3 separate regions of the Sus scrofa genome follow, and all the other regions are linked to region 1. Evidence: chromatin contacts called from public Hi-C data. All regions are on one chromosome and are shown on one strand. The core of a region is the stretch at or near the end of the contact, and the rest is flanking DNA. Distances in the headings are between cores, read along the strand shown.

Region 1 (4,921 bases), core at 1,547-4,046:
ACGTTTTTAAAAGACAATTACTTACAGCATCCACAGAAGCTCATAGGCAACATGCAAGGGAAAAAGTACTGGTTTCCAGCAAGGTGGTGTAGCAAAAATAGTTTCCCTTTCCCCACGCCAGGGTCACACTCTTTCAGCTCCCTTTTTAATATTTTGATGTAACAAAGTCAGCTTCATGAGCAGATCCGGGATTGCTCTGCTCGGTACTGAACACAAGAGCATAGAGCAGCTCCTCGCTCCCTATTTACAGAATAAATGAATTTAAAATATTTATCTGAAAGTATTGGCTCAATCACTACTATCCCCTAACCCCAGTGAAATATTACCTAGACATTTAAAACGATAAGGCACAAACACTTTTCTTCACATGCAAAGATGTTTCATGTCCTCATGGTGAATAAAGCAGATGACAAAATAGTCCATATAATCACATTTTTTTTTCTCTCTCATTCCCTCTCTCACAGATGTTTTAAAAAGCTGTGTTCCGGGCACAAAAACTACAGCATGATTACAGAATAACCTGTATACACCCACGATGAGAAAAGAGAACACGTTTTTCCTAAGGTCAGTTATGCTGCTGTTGCTTCGAAGATGTATAGAATTTTGTCACGCTCACTGCTGGCCCTTTATACAGAGTGACCACGCAAACTCTTCACCACCCACCTGCTTCTCCAGGGTGACACCTCTGGGTCAATGACAGTTTCAGACCTGGCCTACAAGCTCAGAAAGCCATCTGCTTGCTACTCAAACTGGGATTAAAACGGCTAAGAGATGGCCTGAGGCTCTTTTCCTTGGGAGTCTGTAACTTAAGTGTCTGCGAAGCAAAAACATTTCTCACGTGCTTATATTATCTAGTTTGAAATTACATGCAAACAGCCTGCCATAAAGACGGGAGGTGCCTAGGAAAACCAACACGAGAACGTTTTCAGAACTTAGAGAATCCATCCACATTTATCCTACTTTCAGAGAAATGAAAAGCCGTCTCATGTTGCATCACAAAGTAATAATTAACCCTCAGCGTGCTAGTCTATAGGGCAGTGCAAGTCAAGGCTTCAATACTTCAGTCTGGAAAAATGAGTAAGTTAAATCTTCTGTTTACCTGTGATGACAGCGTCCTGCTTCTGAGCTTGTCTTGCCACGAGGCAGGGCCTTTCACGGCAGTCTTGGCAGTAAGAAAGTAAAGGAGGAAATAATTACAATATGTCCCCTGGGTTGTCCCCAACGCTCCACCACCTTGGAAGAGGAAAGTCACCGTGACACTTCTTGTTCAATGGCTAGAGTGTGGCAGGGTCGTTCCCAGCCCAACCTTGCCGCCACCACCCCCACCCCCTCCCGCGCGCCCCCTGCACCCCTTCCGAAGCAGCCCTGGGAGAGGAGGAGGGGCTCCCTGGTTTGGGGAGGGGTGGCTCGGGTCGGGGCAGGCATGCAGCCTTGGGTCCCGGCGAAATCCAAGACATTTTATACAACTACGGACTTTTCTTAGAAAGAACCTTGGCATTTGGGGCACCGGCGTCGGGCCTTTAAAACTTAAAAAAGGCGAGGAAAGCACGAGCATACAGTTGTTCCTCGTTGGTCTGCGGAGGACGTGGGGGGCCGAACCGACCCTCCGGACTTCCGCCAGCACCTCTCTGTGCAGCTGGGGACTCGAGGGCCCCGGGCTCGGGAGACTGCCCTGGGCTCGCCCGGCCCGGCCCGTCTGGGTCGCCCGATTTCGCTCAGGGACAAAGTGGGGCAGCTCCTCAAAGGTGAACTAACCCGCGTGCGAGTCCCTCCCGTGGGACTCAGCCGTCAGGGGCAGGAGAGTCGGTCTGTCGGGGTTTCGGGCCACCTAGCCTAGGGGGTCGCCGGAGGCCGCGGGAAACCTCCCCCAGCCGGTGACACCCAAACTCGACCACGCTGAAGGAAGACGCACCCGAGGCACTCGCTTGGTGGGCCTTCTCCCCGGGGTGACAACTTAAGGACGCAGTGTCTCCGAAGTCCCCGGCCTCCACTTCTACCCAGCCCCCAGCCCCACCGACAGCTGCGGACGCCGAGGCTCCGGGAAGGCCCTGGACGCTCCAAGGGAGGCCGAGCTAGAAGCGGCCCCAGGGGCCCGGGATCTCCCAGCACGAGCCCGCGGCAAGCGCCCTCACCCGCGCCCCTGGGCCCCGCGCATGCGCCGCCCGGCCCCTCCCCGTCCGCCGCCGCTCGGGGTCCGGAGTCGGAGGAAGCCTGGCCCGCGGACCCCCGCGCGCGCCCGCCCGCCGCCTGGCACCTGAGGCTGCGGTCCGCCGCCTGCCGGTCCGCCGGGCAAGCGCGCTGAGGGAGGCGGCGCCGGGCAGGGCGCTTGCGGCCGCCTCCGCCCCCGCCGCCGGCTGCCCTCGCCGTGGGGCCGCTGCGTCCCCTACCCAAGCCCGGCGCCGCCTCCCCGCGCCCGTGCCAGCCGCGCCCCTGCGGCACGCGCCGCCCCTCTGCCCCCCTCCCGGGCCGGGAGGCTCAGACCGCGAGCGCTTGGGACCCGGGAGGAAGCCCCGCCCAGGCCCCGCCCCGCTCGGGGCACACCCCCGGATGGCGCCGCGCCATTGGCTGTCGGCGGCGACCGGGGTGGGGCCGCTCCTGGCGGCTCCCACCTCCTGCCCAGCCCTGGCAACACCAGTGGGGAAACTGAGGAGGGAGAGGCGGAGGGACAGCCAAGGTCAACTGGCCGGTGGGCACAGCGCCTCGATGGCACACCTCGTGCGGCTGGGCTTCGGCGAGCGTCCGGCCCCGCCCACCGGGAAGGGCTGAAGTCGAGGAGGGGCGGGCGCGAGGTTGCGGGACGGGTGGAGGTTCCCGCCCCGCGCCCTGGCCACGCTGGCGAGGCCCCTCCTCCCTCGGGGAGCCCGGCTATGCCCGTCTATGCGTTGAGCTGGTCTAGACCCGGGACCGAGGCGGAGGTGCCCTCGAGTCTCTGGGGAGCGCAGGATGTGGGGTGGGCGGTGAAGGAGTTTGTCCGGGGGACCCCAGAATGCAAAAGGAGGACGCATCAACAGGTGGGGGAGTTGCCAGGGCAGGTGCGGCGGGACAGGGACGTAGAAGGGTGAAGGGCAACCGGACGGGACACCGGGAGGCGCCGCCTACTCGGACCAGCCGCCCCCCACCCCCCGCTGTCGCGAGTGCCGTACCCCTCCCCCCGTGCGTCGGGGGTGAGGGGCTGACTTTGTGCCCAGCGGACGCGCTGGGCTTCTGCCAGCGCAGGAGGGAGGTCGCGGCCCGGCAGCCAATGGAGAGGAGTAAGAGCGAGAGCTGCAAAGCGGCTTTGTTTGCACCGCGACGCCCGAGCTCCCCGCGCGGAATGCACAAAGCCTCTGGTGCCAGCGCACCAGGACGCCCCTCCTGTGGGAACGAAATGTATGCTATGCCAGCGCTGCTCCTTGCCCTCCCGCTGCTCCTGTCACTGTTCTATTTGTAGTGGACCGGAAACAACTCCAAAGCAAACCCCCTCATTACACGGAGGCGCTGGAGACCCTGCCCCTACCTGGCCCTTTCACAGATGTCTTAGGCTCTCCCTTGTTGATTGGCCCCATACCTGCGGTGAACTTTGCCCCCGCTGCAGACACCCACATAACCCTCCCACTAACACATCTGACAATCCCAGCTTTTATTGCACATGCCATATAGCAATAGACACTTTTTGTATTATGTTTCAGAGTTTACAGAGTGATCCAGGATACGTTGTAGGTATTATTGATTCACCCAGCTAGGGGCTGTACTGCACTGCTGTGTCATGGATATAGCAGGGAAGGGAGCTGACCACCCCCTGCCCAGCGGGTCCTCAGAAGGACATCCAGGCTCAGAGACGTGGTCACCTGACACACTCCATCTCCCAGGCCATCAAGAGCCAAGTCTCCAAACACAGGAGTGTTGGCTTTTTTTTTTTTTTTTCCCAGAAGCACCGTGATGGTCTGCTTTCAACCCATGTAAATACGGCAGTTGGAAAGACCTGGGGAAAATTTTGGACCAGGGCAGAGGAAGCTGCATGGGGTTCCACAGGGTAGTGTGTGTACCTGCAGCAGATCTAGAGAAATGAAGTTCTTGGGTCCTTGGCGCTCCCAAGGTTTGGTGGAGAGACAATTTGTTTTTCATGCATTTGATGGAAGTTCCTCACCTTTGAACAAATGCTCCCAGCCGGTCCCTTGCCTCCCCCCCACCGGGAGGAAACTAGAAGGGTGCTTAGGAGTTTTCTCATGGGAGTGTTCGTGACACGGCCCCATACGTCCTGCCCCCCAGGGGACTGTTCACTCCCGTTTACCTTTCCGACTTTCTGTTAGCCATGAAAAACCTGTGTGTCCCAGCACAGGAGAAACTGTCAGAAAGGACATGCCTCTCCCCGCCCCCAGCTCCTGAAGTCTCCCCTCCTTCCCTCCTTACCACTCTCTGCATTGATGAAACACGGGTGGAGTTCCCGTCGTTGCACAGTGGTTAATGAATCCGACTAGGAACCATGAGGTTGCAGGCTCGATCCCTGGCCTTGCTCAGTGGGTTAAGGATCCAGTGTTGCCATGAGCTGTGGTGTGGGTCGCATTCACGGCTCGCATCCCCCGTTGCTGTGTCTCAGATCCCGAGTTGCTGTGGCTCTGGTGTAGGCCGGTGGCTACAGCTCTGATTAGACCCCTGGCCTGGGAACCTCCATATGCCGTGGGAGCAGCTCAGGAAAAAGATAAAAAGACAAAACAAACAAAACAACAACAACAACAACAAAACATGGGCACCAGAACGCAGACAGCTTCCTGTGCACGGACTGAGCAGACCCTTGTAACGTCAGGGACAAATTCGTACTCCTTGAAACCTGCCTGAATTCCTCTTTGCAGCCTTGGTAAATACTTAAAGCATGGAGGGGGCGGGGTGCTGTGTATCTCAATTCACAGCTTCCATTTATTTGGTGCTGATGCTCTTTCAGGTC
Region 2 (4,921 bases), core at 1,102-3,601, 120 kb before region 1:
TGGGGGGTGGAATACAGAGAGACCCCCAACCAGGTCCTGCGGAATCAGCTTCAGAAGCTGGGAGAGCCGGAGAAGGGCACAGTGATGGATACACCAGCCAGGGAGGCCGGAGGAAAAGCAAGACGCCTCAGAAGGCAAGCAAGGGACGCTTCCAGAAGGCGAGAAGGTCAAGAGGTAATGAGACGTTGAAAAATGACAAGCCGGCTGTCCTCAGGCACTGACAAGGCAGCTTTCCCAGAGGACGGGGGCGGAGGAAGCTGTGGGGGCTGAGGATGGGAAAACACGGGGAAACAGAGAACCTTCTTGAAGCCTGGCTCTGAATGAGGCACAGAGCAGTGGAGAGGGAGCAGAGACTACGGGGACAAGTCAGATAACAGGACCCATCCATGTGTCAGGGATGGGCCTGCGCTGATGGACAGGCAAAAAAGTCAGGATGCAAAGGGAGGGTGAGAGAGGCTGGGGTCCCCAAGGGGATTCAGCATGCCAGGCGGAGGGGCCAGAGAGGGCAGCGGAAGGAGAGGGATGTGGCAGCAAAGACCGTTCTAGATCTGATGAAGCAGCGCCGATGGCTGGCGGCCTCTGGGGGGGTTTCTGCAAAATGGAGGCATTAAGGATGCTGGGATACCCAGTCTACACGCCGGGGGGGGGGGGGGGAATGCTGCGAAGAACAAAGGCTAGAAGGATGTCCCCGCCCTTCAGCAGAGAAAGAGGGTACGGTCCTTAACTCCTTTGGTGAGGCTGTGCTCTGACCGCCACACTCAAATCAGACAGGGACAGAACAAGACAGCAGAGCCACAGGCCAGGCTCTCTCCCTAAGGCAGCGACGGCGATCCTAAGCAAGTCTTCGAAAAGGGAACCAGCAGGAGCGCGAAAAGGCAACATCAAATTCAAGTCCACAAATACAGCTGAGGACCCACCACGGGCCAGGCACTGAGGATCCTGCGGTGAATAAAATCGCAAAGAATCTCGGCTATGAAGCTGAAACTGGGAGCAAAGGGAATGTAGAAAACCGGAAAATAAAGACGTTGGACGGGATTTCCCTTGTGGCCTAGGGGTTAAGGATCCCTCATTGTCACTCCTGCGGCTGGGGTCTGGAGCCCTGAGCCAGGAACTTCCACATGCTACGGGCAGGGCCAAAAAAAAAAAAAAGTAGACGGATGCAAACTCCTTGAAGGCAGGGAGCAGGAATCGCAGGGGTGCAGAGCACAGGACGAGCACTGAATGAATAAACGAGTAAGTTGTCCCAAGAGCGTTAAACCGACCTGCATCTCCCCCGAGCTCCCCGAACAACAGCGCTGCAGTCACAAAACGTACCGTCCTCGGGAACCTCCATCGCCGCCGCTGGGCCTGGCTGGCCGAAGGCGCGTCGCTGCCGGCTCCTCCCGCCGCGGCGAGAGCTGTCAGAAGTCACTGCGGGACGAGCGGGCCAGAGGGTGAGCGGGTGGCAGAGCCGAGCCCCGGCTTCCTCCAGCCCCAGAGAAGCCCTGCAGCACGAGCAGCACGGGCCGCGCGGAGGGAGCTGAGCTGGCGGCCGCGGCGGGCCAGGGAGCGGGGGCGGCAGAGGCCACCTCAGGCGCAGCCCGAGACCCTCCGGGACGCACCCCAGCGCCCGCGCGCCTCCACGCCGGGTGCTCCGGCGCGGCGCCGGCCGAGGCAGGCCTGAACGCCCCGGACCCGCACGACCGAATTCCAGCCCCCAGGCCGACTGCTGGGGGCTGCGGTTTGCCCCCGGGGCGGCTCCGTACTCGCTGCAGCCCCGACGGAGCGCGCGAGGGGAGCCTGGGATCCCCGCCACATGAGCCCCCCGCTCGACGTCCCCCGACCTGCGCCCCGGGCCTCGCCCGCGCCCCCGCGCCCCCTCACCCGGAGCGGTCCCGGCCGACGCGCCTCCGCCCCGGGTTTAAACGCGCCGCGGCAACTGCGGCGCGGGCTGAGGATTGGCTAGTTTGAAAGGTCTCGGCGCCCGGTGCATGCTGGGGGTTGTAGTCAGAGCCCTGGGAGGCGGGCACAGGACGCATGCGCACTGCATCGGCGCGCTGATCGTGCCTGAGGTTCGTCCCAGGCTTGCGGTGGAGCTGACGTGGGGCGAGGTCTCTTAGAGCTTGCACCCCGTATGTCCCAGAAGACCAGGCATCAGGACCAGATCTTCATCCTTAAATAAAAATCAAATTCCTATCGTAGGGTGTTGATGTGAAGACCAAACGAAATAGGTGCTCCCACCTGCTTTGTAAAGCATTACCAAGTTCTTAACAGAGCAAGGAGACCGGTTCCCTGCCCGGAAGAGTGCCCAGGTGACACCGGGTGACCAGACACCCCAGTTTGTGCCCTTGAACCCGGAGAACGTGTTTAGGCCCTGAACATGGCCTTCATCCGCGCTTTGTCTTGTCCTGAATCCTTGACCAGTCTATCCAAGGGCTCCCCCTGCAGTCCTGGGCCTTGCTCTTTGCCTCGCCCCCCACCCCGCTGCATTCTGATGTGCTGGGTCCTCCTGGATTCTCCCTGGGCCTCTGTCCATGGGCTCCCTTCTGAGTTTCATCATCTTTTGCTCAGGACCCTGCTTAACTGGAGAAGAGAGAGGGGGCCAGACAGACCCAGGTATAAATCCCAGCGGCAGGTCTTGGTCCAGAGCTCTCGGGTTACAAGTAATAGAAAATCAGCTTCAAGTTGGCTTTAGAAAGAGTATTTATTGGCTCCAGGAGTAGGGACGTCCAGGAGCCCTGACAGGAGTCCTGACTTCGGGCCTAGACAGAGAGAGGGGCTTGAAGGAGGGTGCCAGGTCAGATTGTCCCCTGCTGGCCCCTCTGGGGTCCTGCTCAGCTTCAGGCAGGCTGCCTTCACTCCAGGCTTCTCCCTGCCTGCCAGAACCTGGACTCAATCCATGATCCCAAGGCCCAGGCCTGCCTGGTCGTGACCACAGGGCCACTGCAGCAGGGACCCAGAAGGTACTAGACCCAAGGGCAGTTAGCCTAGATGTCGGATTCCTACGACCCTGTGGGCATCTGCTGGGGTGAAGGCCCCCAGACACCCACTCCCGATGCTCCTCCCCCTGCATCATATCAGCACGTGGGACGTGCTCAGTGAGTACCCCAATTATCAATAACTTGCTGCTGCTAACTCTGAGCTGTACCTTCATCCATCTCTCCTCTGGGCCTCCTCTTTTCCATCCACTGTAGACTCAGTTCTCCCTGCCTGGTTGGATTATGCTTCATGTTTTCCTGCACTTGTTCATGGGATCACGTATCCATCATGGGTCCCTGACAGATAGTCAGTGCAGGCTCTGTGCTGGGTGAGGCTGGGACACATATGCTGTCCCTGACCCCAAGCAGTCCAGCCGGCGAGAAAGATGCAATAGCAAGGGCAGGTGCCAAGGGCTGTGGGGCACCAGCCTGCACTGGGGGGACAGAGGCCTTCCCAGAGGAGGGGACCAGGGTTCCTGATACCCTGGCCAAGTCGTATCTTGCTTGGAACCAGGAGAAGGAAGGACAGGTGGGGTGTGGGCAGGCTCTGTCCTGAGAACTGGCAGGAGGGGACAGCTCAGGATGGGAAGGCAGGCTCCCCCTTGGGATGTGCCCCTAGCCCCTGAGGTGAAACAGCACCTCTCTTAAGATCCTACTGAGGGAGGTCCCATCATGGCACCGTGGAAACGAATCCAACTAGGAACCATGAGGTTGCAGGTTCGATCCCTGGCTTTGCTCAGTGGGTTAAGGATCCAGTGTTGCTGTGAGCTGTGGTGTAGATTGCAGATTCGGCTTGGATCTGGCATTGCTGTGGCTGTGGCATAGGCTGGCAGCCGTGGCTCTGATTGGACCCCTAGCCTGGGAACCTCCATATGCTGCGGGTGCGGCCCTAAAAAGCAAAAAAAAAAAGAAAAAAAAAATCCTACTGCAATTACTCTGTTCTTGACTTGCTTCCCCACCCCACCCCCAAGTTCAAGGAAAAGCCTATCTCCCCAGGACCCAGCCCAGGCCTGGCACATGGAAGATGCTTGGAGGTACCCACTTAGCAACAGCCAAAGAACCAATCAACCAATTTATTTTAATTTCAGGAATTTGTCTAGTCCATTTGGAGGCATCAGCGCCTCCAGGAGACCCACCTAACTTCAGTTTGCTTTGAAAGAATCCAAGAAACACCCGTGGCATGGCTGTGCCAGGTCAGGTGACCTATGGGGAAAGAGACTGAGGCAGATCCTGTTAAAACCCCACCACAATGCTTGGCTTTTTGCCACCACAGGGCAACCTCTCGGCTCATTCCTCACACCCAGAAAACACACCAGCTCCATGCGTGTGCCCTCATGTGCTTACAATCGTGGATGACAAAGGAAGCCAGGTACCCAAGGTCCCTTTACAGTGTGCAGTTTAGAATAAAGAGAAAACAAGCCCGAATCCGTACCACCAACCACCCCCACACCGCCTCCGAGAAGCCTGAAGACATCTCTGCAGAAACAGCAGGAGGGCCCAGGCCCCAGGCAGTGAGGGGGGCGCCCTCCCCTCCCCCAGGAAGCACAGGGCAGGGGTCTGAGGTGAATGTCAGCAGGGCCTCCACTAGCTGTGACCCTGGGCAAGTCACTTCCCCCCACCGGTCCCCTCACCCAAAAGATGGGGCAACAGAGCCTCTCCAGCATATGACAGGAAGACAGAAGGAAGGGGTTTATCCCAGGGGCAGCCCGGGCCGGGGACGGGCCTCCTCCCACAGCCCTGTGGCCCTTAACACGGATTAGAAGAAGATTCTGAATCACGCTGAAAACGATTTGCGTCCCCTCTTCCATTAATGCCATTGGTTACAGGGCTTTCTGGTCAAAGTTGCCTAACGAGCTCTGGCTACTTGTAAGCCTGAGAGGTCGGGGGGCAGCCCTGGCGAGGCTGCGTGGGGCAGGCTCACTGCAGGAGGTGGACGGCGGCCGCCTTCCGGATGAGCCTCGCCG
Region 3 (4,921 bases), core at 1,038-3,537, 80 kb before region 1:
ACAGTTTCTAAAGGAGTCTTTAGAGACTTGTTCGCATCGCATTTAGAGGTACAGGGTAGACGCACACCAGAACTAGTCGGAAACAGCTATGGATACCCACCCAAGTCTCCATGGCTTGGGAGGAAAACGAGATAAACGTACGCTCGTTAGGGCAGAGCAGGTGAACAAGTTCTACGCGCAGAGAGACTGTTCCAGCCGTAGCTCCGTGTCCTTAATCCATTTCAAACCCTTTTACTAATCATGAAGACGTGCATTTGCAAAGCCTGTGCTAATATCCTGTTAAATATTTACTTAAAAACCTGCAACACTAAAGGCATTTTGTCCATCGGCCACACACTCAGGTCCCAGACTGCATCCTCCCTTCACCCTCCACAGAGAACCAAACTTTCCCTTGAGCCAGAAGAAACCTCCAGTGTGGTGTGTCATGAAGACTTTATCTGGCACTGGTGACGCTGCTGCACTTAGGGAAAATTCATCTTGCCACACACTTAAGAAAGCATGTACTTTCCTGTATGTGTGTTGTACTTTAAAGAGTTTGCTTAAAAAACCACGTCCTGCTTCTGGAAGTTCACTAGCACTGGAAGCAACATGCCAGCCTTTGGACCTGATGATGGCTGTGTCACGTGGGAAAGGTATGTTTGTTTTCGCAAGAAACTGCCAAACTCTCTTCCAAAGCGCCTGTACCATTTTGCATTCCGCCAGCAGCGAATGAGACTTCCTGTCGCTCAGCATCCTCCCCTGCCCTTGGGTTGTCGTGTTGTGGAGTTTGGCTGTTCTATTAGGTGTGCAGTGGTATCTCCCTGCTGTTTTAATTTGCATTTCCCTGATAGCACAGGATGCAGGCCACCTTTTCAGATGCTTATTTGCCATCTGTGTATCCCCTTGGGTGAGGGGTCTGTTCAGTTCTTTTGCCCATTTTTTAATCAAATTGCTTGCTTTCTTCCTGTTGCATTTTAAGAGTTCTTTGTGTGTTTTGGAGAAGAGTCCTGTATCAGATTTGTCTTTGGCAAATTCTTTTGCCCACTCTGTGGCCTGTCTTTTCCTTCTCTTGATTGGGTGCTTATTTCGTGTGCAGTTTCTTTCAGGAAACCATTTTCTTCTAAAGCTTTATTAGATATTTTTAATCTTTTGGGTTTTTGGTAAGCTTTTTCTCTATTAGTAACTGGGACAACTCAAATCAAAATTAACTTTATTTTCTCCCAGAGACCATGGTTTGCTCCGATATTAAGTGATAGCCTATCACTTAACCCTTCCAGCGCAGCTTGTAACTTGTCCAAACGATCTCAAGGCTTTGACATCATTGACGTGATTACCGGTCACGTATCTGAGACTGGATATAGGTCACATTTGAAATACTTCATCAAGACGGTCCACCTTTGGGCAGATCCAGAAATAAAAACCAGCAGTATATAATCTTTGAATTAATCCAAAGAATGTCATTGTTGTAAGCACAGTTGAGGTCCTATGTTCTAGGAACAAAATCAAAGTGCTTATTAGCTCCTGAGGCTCAGGGCAGGAGCCCCTCTTGCTCAGGTCCAGGAATGGTTTTCAGCATTACCAAAATACCTTGTATAATCCTTATTTCTTAATTCCCCGAAAGAAAAAGTCCCAGACCTCAGGGTGTCTGGGTTTCAAATCACCCCCTAACCCCATAAAACGGTGCCCCACACACAGTAGAGGGGAAGAAGTGGGGTGTGATGGTCACAGCCGGTCTAGAACCGGAGGCCTGGGCCAGGGGGAGCTTAGGGTCCAGAGGATCCTTTGAAGCAGGCGTGGTTGGTGCCCCAGGGCGAGGACCTGGAGGCTGAAGGATGGTGGGGCCCGGGTGATGGCGGGCGTTCCAGGCCACTTTACCGCTTTGGAGGAGAAGCTACAAGTCCCTGGGTGCAAACAGCTTTTAAAGGTTGCAGGAAGCGAGAAGGCTCATTTTGAATTCATTTCGTCTGTTGCCTTAGGAGACAGTTGACTTTTCCTGCAGCCCTGGGCCCAGGTCCCGGGGCTCCTGTTCTACTGGGGGGACAGGTAGCAGACCTAAGACCATTTCGGTCCGAGGCGCAGGCTGAGCGAAACCACGTGGCGATGGGGCCGGGTTACCCATGGGCCGCGCGAGGGCCGCACCGGCTCCGTGGAGCTGGATGGGAAGCCCAGGAAGAACCTGACAGCCTCCGCGCAGCCAAGACTGCAGCCCCGTCAGCAGGAGCCGACAAGCAGAACCCAGGCCCCGCCCTGCCGCCGCCAACCGCGAGACCTGAGGTTCCGGAAGCCGCCGCGAGGCGGAAGTCCGCCGAGAAGCCCCGCCCCCGCCCGCGCTGCGCACGCGCCCAGGGCGGACGGCCGCCTTGGGGCGGGGCCGCGCACGCGCCTTGGGCTGGGCCGCGCAGGCGGAGGCGGAGGTGAGTGGTGCGGCCTGACGGTCCGGAGGGTAGTGCGCTTCCCGCTCGCGGGGCCGGCTTGGGCGGCTCAGCGGAGCCCGGCGGGGTTTGGAACCCGGAGGCCCGAGCGGCTGCGCACGTTGCGGCGTTGGGGGCGGGCACGGAGCGGGTGGCCTGCGGGGCGTTGCAGGAACGGAGGGCGAGCACGGAGCGGGTGGACGGAGAGGAAGAGCCCTGCGGAGACGCCGGGATCCTGCGGGGCGCCGCTGCGCCGACCTGACATAGCCAAGGGAAAAGCCAGGGAACACGCGGACAGGGCGATAGACATTAGCCGAAATGAAACAGAAAAGAGGACCATGTCTTATGTTGAAGCCTTCAGGTCATTTGGAGTTTACTTTTGTGTATGGTGTGAGGGTGTGTTGCCGTGGCTGTCCGGCTGTCCCCACACCACTTGCTGAAGAGACTGTCCCCAGTGTATATTCTTGCGTCCTTTGTTGAAGATGAATTGACCATGGGCGTGTGTGTTTATTTCTGGGCTCTCTGCTCTGTTGCATTGATCTGTAGGTCTGTCTCTCTGCCAGTACCATGCCATTTTGATTACTGTAGCTTTGTAGTATTGTAGAAGTCTGGGAGGGTGATGCTTCCTGTTTTGTTCTTTTTCTTCAAGATTGTTTTGGCAATCTTTTGTGGTTCCATATACACTTTTGGGTTATTTGTTCTAGTAAAAAATGTCATGGTTAATTTGATAGGAATCACGTTAAATGTGTAGATTACTTTGGGTGGTATAGCCACTTCAACAGTATTAATTCTTCCAGTCCAAGAGCATGGGCTGTCCTTGCATTTCTTTAATAAATCATCTGCAGTTTCCTTTATTAATGTTTTATACTTTTCGGTGTATAAATCTTTTACCTCCTTGGATAGGTTTATTCCTACATATGTATGTATGTATGTATTTATCTTGGTGTGACTTTAAAAGGTACCTGCAGTTCTTTGGTGGCCTAGTGGTTCAGGGTTTGGCGTTGTCACAGCTGTGACTTGGGTTCAGTCCCTGGCTCAGGAATTTCTGCATGCTTTAGGCATGACCAGAAAGTAAATGAATAAATAAAGGTATTGGCTTTTTTTTTTACATTCCTTTTCTGACATTTCACTCTTAGTGTAAAGCAATGCAGCCCATTATAGCCATTTCACCAAAGCAGAAGTACAGATGGCCATTAGGCACATGAAAAAACTGCTTAACATTGTTAATTATTGGAGAAATGCAAATCAAAATACAATGAGGTACCACCTGACACCAGTCAGAATGGCTATGATTACAAAGTATACAAGTAATGGGAGTTCCCCTCATGACTCCGTGGTTAATGAACCTGACTAGCATCCATGAGGATGCATGTTCAATCCCTGGCCTCACTCAGTGGGTTAAGGATCAGGGTTGCTGTGAGCTGTGGTGCAGGTCACAGATGCAACTTGGATCCCACATTGCTCTGCTCTGGCTCTGGTGTAGGCTGGTGGCTACAGCTGCAATTGGACTCCTAGCCTGGGAACCTCCCTATGCTGCAGGTGTGGCCCTAAAAAGACCAAAAAAAAAAAAAGAAAAGAAAAGAAAAAACCCAGTCTACAAATAACAAATGCTGGAGAGGATGTGGAGAAAAAGGAGCCCTCCTACACTGTTGGTGGGAGAAGTTGGTACAGCCACTATGGAGAATAGTATGGAGTTTCCTCAGAACTAAAATAGAACTAAAGGAGTTCCCATCGTGGCTCAGTGGTTAATGAATCCGACGAGGAACCATGAGGTTGCGGGTTCGATCCCTGGCCTTGCTCAGTGGGTTAAGGATCTGGCGTTGCTGTGGCTGTGGTGTAGGCTGGTGGCTACAGCTCCGATTATACCTCTAGCCTGGGAGCCTCCATGTGCTGCTGGAGTGGCCCTAGAAGAGGCCTAAATAAATAAATAAAATAAAGAAAGAAAGAAATAAAATAGAACTGAAAATGAAGTTACCATGTGATCCAGAAATCCCACTTCTGGGCAAATATCCAGACAGAACTATAATTCAAAAAGATAATGCACCCTTGTGTTCATAGCAGCACTGTTTACAATAGCCAAGACATGGAAAACAATCTAAATGTCCACTGACAGATGGATAAAGGAGAAGTGGTACGTATATACAATGGAGTACTACTCAGCCATAAAAAGAATGAAATAATGCCATTTGTAGCAACATGGATACAACTAGAGATTATACTAAGTGAAGTCAGCAAGAGAAAGACAAATACCATATGTTATTACTTATATGTGGACTCTAAAATATGATAGAAGTGAACCTATTTTGTGAAACAACCAGGAGCAGACCTGTCTTGCCAGGTGGGGGAGGGTGTTGGGGAAGGATGGAGTGGGAGGTTGGGGTTACTGGAGGTCAGCTATTATACATACAACAAGGTCCTACCGTATAGCACGGGACCTGTATTCAATATCCTATGCTAAACCCTAATGGAAAAGAATATAAATATAGGATATGGAATATTATTCTCTGTATATATAAGTGTGTATGTGTGTG

Evidence for each region. Hi-C and Micro-C count contacts between places; a contact is called where the count stands out from the background.
Region 2: a contact with region 1 is called in a Hi-C map of embryonic fibroblasts, with 2.0 times the contacts expected there. The contact joins the promoter of GTSE1 here to the enhancer-like site in region 1. A contact is called at or near these places in 6 of 47 Hi-C or Micro-C datasets (embryonic fibroblasts, fetal heart ventricle, liver and 1 more) and 1 of 2 datasets of contacts at active chromatin or transcription factors (skeletal muscle).
Region 3: a Hi-C map of skeletal muscle shows a contact between it and region 1, with 3 times the contacts expected there. The contact joins the promoter of CDPF1 here to the enhancer-like site in region 1. A contact is called at or near these places in 1 of 5 promoter capture datasets (fetal skeletal muscle), 8 of 47 Hi-C or Micro-C datasets (alveolar macrophages, embryonic fibroblasts, fetal liver and 5 more) and 2 of 2 datasets of contacts at active chromatin or transcription factors (alveolar macrophages and skeletal muscle).

The regions. Positions count from the first base shown.
Region 1 is chr5:3,364,000-3,368,920 of Sscrofa11.1, forward strand. No RefSeq gene overlaps it. Among named protein-coding and RNA genes, the nearest start is that of PPARA, 45 kb to the left of the region's middle. Within about 2 kb of position 2,797, at least 46 of the 83 cell types and tissues checked have an H3K27ac peak or open chromatin away from gene starts, as enhancers often do. A contact at or near this core is called in alveolar macrophages, embryonic fibroblasts, fetal liver and 5 more, where this site is marked.
Region 2 is chr5:3,244,328-3,249,248 of Sscrofa11.1, forward strand. It overlaps GTSE1 (G2 and S phase-expressed protein 1), which reads right to left and starts at 2,352. Exons shown (of 12, transcript XM_021091376.1): 1 at 1,864-2,352; 2 at 1,315-1,410. The coding sequence starts at 1,333. It overlaps TTC38 (tetratricopeptide repeat protein 38), which reads right to left. Exons shown (of 13, transcript XM_021091377.1): 13 at 4,015-4,921. The coding sequence ends at 4,804.
Region 3 is chr5:3,284,756-3,289,676 of Sscrofa11.1, forward strand. CDPF1 (cysteine-rich DPF motif domain-containing protein 1) reads left to right here and starts at 2,288. Exons shown (of 4, transcript XM_003125953.4): 1 at 2,288-2,393.